Linked DNA regions of Sus scrofa: region 2 is linked to region 1. Evidence: chromatin contacts called from public HiChIP or PLAC-seq data. All regions are on one chromosome and are shown on one strand. Each heading gives the region's core, a stretch centred on a gene start, on an enhancer-like site or on the middle of the called end of the contact. The rest is flanking DNA. Distances are from core to core; before and after follow the strand shown.

What was found. HiChIP or PLAC-seq counts read pairs in DNA pulled down with a chosen protein or histone mark.
Region 2: a contact with region 1 is called in an H3K27ac HiChIP or PLAC-seq map of alveolar macrophages. The contact joins two enhancer-like sites. A contact is called at or near these places in 1 of 47 Hi-C or Micro-C datasets (embryonic fibroblasts) and 1 of 2 datasets of contacts at active chromatin or transcription factors (alveolar macrophages).

Annotation. Positions count from the first base shown.
Region 1 is chr7:48,433,613-48,436,965 of Sscrofa11.1, forward strand. It overlaps TMED3 (transmembrane p24 trafficking protein 3), which reads left to right. Exons shown (of 3, transcript NM_001204363.1): 2 at 35-283. Among named protein-coding and RNA genes, the nearest start is that of TMED3, 3.6 kb to the left of the region's middle. Within about 2 kb of position 1,874, at least 8 of the 83 cell types and tissues checked have an H3K27ac peak or open chromatin away from gene starts, as enhancers often do. A contact at or near this core is called in alveolar macrophages, where this site is marked.
Region 2 is chr7:48,914,572-48,917,905 of Sscrofa11.1, forward strand. No RefSeq gene overlaps it. Among named protein-coding and RNA genes, the nearest start is that of BCL2A1, 19 kb to the left of the region's middle. Within about 2 kb of position 1,455, at least 13 of the 83 cell types and tissues checked have an H3K27ac peak or open chromatin away from gene starts, as enhancers often do. A contact at or near this core is called in alveolar macrophages, where this site is marked.

The DNA.
Region 1 (3,353 bases), core at 624-3,123:
ACAGCGGACTGTGGCTCTCTTTTGTGATTGTCAGGTCATCACTGGAGGCCACTACGATGTGGACTGCTATGTGGAAGACCCCCTGGGGAACACCATCTACAGGGAAACCAAGAAGCAGTATGACAGCTTCACGCACCGGGCTGAGGTCAAGGGCGTCTATCAGTTTTGCTTCAGTAATGAGTTTTCCACCTTCTCTCATAAGACCGTCTACTTTGATTTTCAAGTGGGCGACGAGCCTCCTATTCTCCCAGACATGGGGAACAGGGTCACAGCTCTCACCCAGGTGAGTGGACATTAACAGTCACAGGCTGAGCTGAACCCCAGCCCCCCGTCCCCGTCCCCCGGCCTGCTTCTCCTCCTCTGTCCTCCCCGTCACTGTGAGGTCTCAGTGTTGGCTCTGCCCTCTTTTCACATCCAGTCCGTAAGGACACTGTGTTCTCTCTCTCTCCCATCATCCTCTCCATTCTTTACCTGGATCCCTGCAGTACTTTCTGGTATATGTCTGTGTTGCCAGTCAGTCTTTGACATAGCACCCCTTTCAAAGTACACGTACTGAGTTCCTCTCTTGGCTCAGTGGAAACGAATCCAACTAGCATCCATGAGGATGCAGGTTCAATTTCAGGCCTTGCTTAGTGGGTTAAGGATCTGGCATTGCCGTGCGCTGTGGTGTAGGTTGCAGACGCGGCTTGGATCTGGCATGGCTGTGGCTATGGCACAGCTGATTCGATCCCTAGCCTGGGAACTTCCATATGCCTCGGGTGCAGCCCTAAAAAGACAAAAAAAAAAAAAAAAAGTACATGTAGTATTTTCCTCTCTGCTTATCTGATGTTATCTACATCAGAGAGACCACAGTCCTATTTTGGAAGGTGTATTAGTAAGGATAACATAAGTTGCTGTAACAAATAAACCCCCAATCCAATGGCTTAACACAATGGAAATTTTTTTTTTTCTCTCTCTCTCACTCAAATAATAATCTGAACAGCAGGGGTAGGGGTGGAGGGCTCTCCTCCATGGAGTGACTCAGGAAGCAGGCTCCTTTCCTGTCCTCTTTCTGCTGTCCCTTAGGGCTTCAGAGTCCCTTGCCTGTAGCCATGAAAAGAAGGAGAGAATGAAAAGCCCCACCTGCTTCTTCAAAGCCCTGGTGCCGAAGGCGCACCATCACCTCCACTCACATCTCATTGTTGAGAAATAGGCATGTGGACAGTCTGCTTGAAAGGAGGGCTGGCAAATACAGTCCTATTGGGCACTTGACTCCCAGCAACACCTCTGCACCCTGGAGGAGAAACAGTGATAGTTTTGGAGGACCGATAGTCATCTCTGTCACCCATGGCTCTCACAGTTAATGATAATCTGACCCTAGCCTCCTCTGTCAGTCTCCCCTCCTGCTCTTCATGGTCCCAGATGCAGGCCTTGCGGCTAGGGCTCTGTGTTATTTACCCCTGTATCCCCAGCGCCCCCATGCATGGGGTGTGGTGTAGAATAGGAGCTCAGCAGATATTTGTCAAGTGACTGGTGGCAGGACCCAGGGAAACCCGCAAGAACAGGAATGGCCATCTGTGGCAGCACCTGTTCCAAACCCAAAGCCAGAGCATCTGTGTCTCCAGCGAGGCCAGATTAGCTTCTGGGCTGCCTTCCAAGGTGACTGACCACAGACTCCATGCCTCTGTGGCTTGGTGGCTTCCTTCTCTGAGCAGTCGGAGCTTAGTGTTGCGCTGTCCAGTCCATCACCACTATTACAAAAGGCTATTTACATTGAATTCAAATTAAATTAAAAATTCACTTACTTGTTTGCTCTCTGCCAACATTTCTAGTGCTCAGTAGTCACAAGTGCCCATGCGTGGAGAGTTCTGTTGGACAGCACTAGGTATGAACTTGGCAACGTGACGGCTGATGGAAGGTCTGGCCCAGAGTGTGTCTTATGGAGAAGCTCTTTCACAACCTGTCCGTCTGCTGGTCATTGATGAAATAGCTTCTGTTTTGGAGATTGTGTAAGTTTCCAGAAGCTGAGCTGAAGGACTTCCCTGTCTAAGCCATGGAAGAGAAATCGGTAGGAAAAGGCTTCATGGATTAGGATGATAGGGACATTCTTTCTTAGAGCCTTAGAATTAGTTTGGTTTTGTCTCAGGAAAGGGGGATTGTACCCCCCCCCACAACCTTCTGTATCTGGGAACCTCATCCTTGTTCCTGCCCAGCCTCACAAGAGCTGTTTCCTTCAGTTCCTGTCCCTCTGACCCCTCTGCCTGAGTGAGCGGTGTTCCACCTCTGCCTCTGAGAGCACAGGCTCGCCTCCAGCAGGCACGAGCTCAGTCTGCATGCTATCCGAGGTGGGGTTTGAGGAGGTTGGAGGGCGTGTCCTGGCCGTCTGAAGCCCTACCTAGAACGTGACCCCCCTGTCAATCATGGAGCCACAGGACATGGATCAGAGCTGTGATTTGAGGGTGAAGGTTCTCAGGGGAGGCACTGATCAATTCTTCCAGGAGGGTCAGGACGTCTTCAGAGGGAGCGTTTTTGGCTGAAAAGTGATAATGTGGGTGATTGCCTGCCAGCATCAGGAGAGGAGAGAGGACGAAAGACCCGGGGTGGCGGTGGGGAGGGCGGGCAGCAGATGCAGATATTCAGAGCTTATCTTTTACTTTCCTCACGCACCGGCCCTTATCTTAGTTTGCTTTCTGCCTGCAGCTGTCTTCTTTCTTGCCCTGAGGCTCCGTCTTGCCCAGAGCTGTGCCAGAGGCCATGTGTTCTGGCATCAGGATTAGTACCAGAGAGAAAAAACAGCACTCAGAGTGACCAAGGCCCAGGCCAGGGCTGCAGGCCAGAGGCACTGTCTTTGGCCTGAGTTCCAGCATGACCAGTCTCCTAGCAGAGGACACGGGCCAGGGGTGCTGCTTAGGGAAGCCAAGCTTGAGGTGCTCTGGGCTTCCTGAGAGGCTGGGCAGATGCTAGTGGAGGCGAAGGCTTCTGACAGAGGTCGAAGGCCCAGGGCTGCCCCAGTGGTGGTCAGAGGATGATTAAAGGTTTCCCTGACCCTGCTCTGAGGCCAGCTCATGTGACCCTGCTTTTGGGTTCTTGAAGAATATAAAGAACCAAGTACTTCTGTCAGTGTGGCCCTGATGAGGTGAGGCTCAAGGCATTTACCAGGGGTTACGGAATGAAGGCCTGGGCGACAGCAGGTGCTAGACGTGGGACAGGATGTTGGCATGAGATGGAGGAAAGGGGGCAGCTCAGGTGTCTCCAGAGACCAACCATCATGATGGAGCAGTGCCCAGAATCCTGTAAGGCTCCATGACACTGGAAACCAACCAGAGCTGGAGGTCTCCGCAGAGGTGAAGGTCGCACTCCCGGAGAACTGGGGA
Region 2 (3,334 bases), core at 205-2,704, 480 kb after region 1:
CTGGGAACTCTATCTAGTCACTGATGATGGAGCATGATAAGGTGAGAAAAAAGAATCTATACATGGATGTGTGACTGGGTCACCTTGCTGTAGAGCAGAAAATTGACAGAACACTGCAAACCAGCTATAATCAGAAAATAAAAACCATTATTAAAAAAATAAAGTTTATTTACCAAATAGTTTGTTTTAAGAAGCTGGAACTTTACCCATTTTATGTAGGGTCATGATTTAAAATACTTATGTATTATATTTTATGATTATGTCCTGTTTGAAACCCTCTTATGGCTTCCTTTAACTCTGGAAAAAGATTTCAAACTTTACCCTACCTACAAGAGCCAGGCTGTCTGGGCCCTGGCCCCTTCCACCCAGTTCCGGCCCTCCCTCCTATTGCTCACCCCACTCTGACCACACTGGTCATCTTGCTTTTCCTGGTACACAACGGTACCCACCGTGCCCCTCAGGGCCTCTGTATTCGAGGTTTCACGCTACTTGGAATCCTCTCCTCCAGGTATTTGCATGGTTCTCTTCCTCACCTTATTTACTTCATAGCTCTTACTTATTTGTTTGCTTATGTTTCTATTGTCTGTCTTTCCCACTAGGACGTAAGCATCCAGAGGGCAGAAGCCTCTCTTTTCACCACTGTAACTTCAGCACCTGGAACATAGTGAGCAATCCTTCAATATTTGGTGACTGAACACTTGAATGAGTGGAGAAAGGCTGTTTGAGCTTTACAGAGAGACAGAGTCTTGATGACAGCATTCCAGCTCCTGGATCCAGCCAGACCTGCACCAGCTATACTACTGGACTTTTCAGTTATATCAATCTAGACCTGAGGCAGACAGGAAGGGAGAATCTATATTCTGTGTTCGGCAGCCAGCTGGCAAGAGTGGAAAAAGCCAGCCTGGCCACTCTCCGAATCTGTAATATCAGAGATGTCTCCCAATCAAATAATAGCAATATTAGGTATGTTTTGAGAACTACTCACCTCCCTGCTCCAGAAGAGCAGCCTGAAAGGACCTCAAATAGGACTTTGACCCTCATGAAGGGGTCCTCCACCCACTCCCCACTGCCCCCTCTCCCCCAGCTAAGAGCAGGGTAGGGAAGCAGCAGCCCCTCCTTTGCTGGCAAGACTTTGAAAGTTCAGCTTCGAGCACAAGTGAATGTAGTATTTTTCAGCACAATATGGACAAGGCCAGCTTGGCTTCCTCATCCCCAGAAAGGGTCCTCCCTTTACCCAAAGTGCCACGGTGCTGCCCCTTCCTTGCCCCTCAAGACGCTGCCCAGTGGACAGGGAGGGAAAAGACTCAGTCCAGACCAAGATCAAGCGTTATCGTCCTTCATGCCCCAAGGCTTCTGGAATACTCTTCCCCTCACTCTGCCTATGCTGCCTTGAACCACACCAGGAGGCAGGAAGAGGTTCCTGCTCCATGGGGAAACCCCTGCACCCTGGCCTGAGTCGGAAGTCACAACAGCGTCAGCTGTGACCGGATCTTATAAACCAGACCAGATTTCCTCTCGTCACAAAGCCACTGTGTCTGTGGTTTTTCTTTTTCAGGGTACAGCTGTAATTAGTGCTTGGGAGTCCAAGGCCACAAGGGTCCAGAGAGCAGGGGCCCAGCTGTATGGCACCCCACTTTCCAGCAGGAACACAGCCCAGCTGAGAGTAAGGCCATGCGCTGGAAAAGACATTCTGAGACCCGGGTGCTAGTCCTAGCTCTGCCGCTAAGGTAAATCCCTTCACCTTCCAGAATTCCCTACGGGTTCATCATGATAACACCTGCCATGCATAGATGCTGTGGGGATCAAATGCACTAGTCAAAATAAGGGTCTTTCACCAACTCAAAAGTTCTGCGTCCTCTGAGCCGCTTCAATGTGCTCTAGTGACTCTGGGGTCTTTCTGGTTCAGGTTTCTCCTAACACGTTCCCTCCTTTACTCCTTCACCACACACTTTGCTGTGACATTCAGTAGCTTTGCATCGCCTGGAGCTAAGAGTCCTGATGCTGGGAGTTCCCAGGTCTGGTTTCCGGGCCTATTTTCCACACTGGGGCCTCAGTTTTTCCACCTGTAAGCTAAGAAAGTCAGACCAAGGCATTTCCAGATTCTCTCCAAGCTCCCTAAACTCTTCGATCCTTATCTTAGATCATTAGAAGGGCTTACTAGCCTCCTAAAATAAGTTGAGCAGCTTCTACTCCTAAAAAAAGGGAGGTGGGGGGGTGGGAGAGAGATGAAACAAGCTGGAAAAAATGTTGGAAATTTGTGAAGCTGGGGGAGGGGGACATGTGTGTTCTCTATTCTCTTTAATCTTGTGCATGTTAAGATTTTTCAAACTGAAAAAAGGTGCACATCTTTTTTTTTTTTTTTTTAATAGAGGCGCCATTGAATTTGAGCATCACTATGACCTTTGTTTTCTGGCTTTCTCAAGAAGTAACCAGCCTGAAGAAAGGGTACCTTCCAAAGGAAACTCCCTTCCTTTGTCATCCTTCGTATCCCCATCTCCGTGCCTGCCCCAGACAGCTTCCACAGTGGCTCCAACATCAGAAAAGCTTGGGGGATTTCCAGAACCTTCTGTTCCCACTTCCCATTTCTGAAAAGTTTTGAACTATCGCATATGTAAAGCAAAGAGTCACAGACAGGGGAAAACTCAAGTTTTTGGCCAACTTAGGGGCTTTAAGGAAGCCTCGCTGTGGGGCTGCTCGCAGGAGAACTGTTCATAGTTCAGGGTCACCTGCTCAGTTCTTCCCTCAACCAGAGGGAACTTGAAGTCACTCCCCTTTTCCAACCTGGCTAGGCTGGCAAGCCCAGTGGAAGTTACTGCCCCCACCCCATCCCCGGGGCTAAGAAAAGCCTCTGCGGGACAGGCCTGCACCTCTTCCTGCAGGAATAGAAGGGCTGGCAGGACTGCAGGGACTCAGACAGAACCCCTAACAGAAGGAGGGCAACTCTGATCCAACTGCCATCTCTGGCTCTGCGCCCTCCCTGCCGGCCAAGCCTGCCAGCTCCTGCCCATAACCGCTGATTGTGGGTCGACCTTGAGGGGCTGTGCTCTTCTTCACGGCCCAGGAGGGCCGCCTTTCCAATGACAGGACTGCAGGGAGGTTTTCCAGACTCTCCAGATGGTGCATGCAGGCAGACAAGCCTCTGGGGTCACTGGCAGCAAAAGTACCAGTTCAGGTTTTACCAGATTCTCTCAATGGTGTGTTCTATGTAAAAACAGCCACGAACTTAGACCTGAATAACTTAGGGTTTTTATCTGGTTTGGGGGGGATGGAGGAAGAATCCCGTGTCTAGTCAACATTATTTCATGGACTGTTTACCAAATGCCCGCTGAGAACC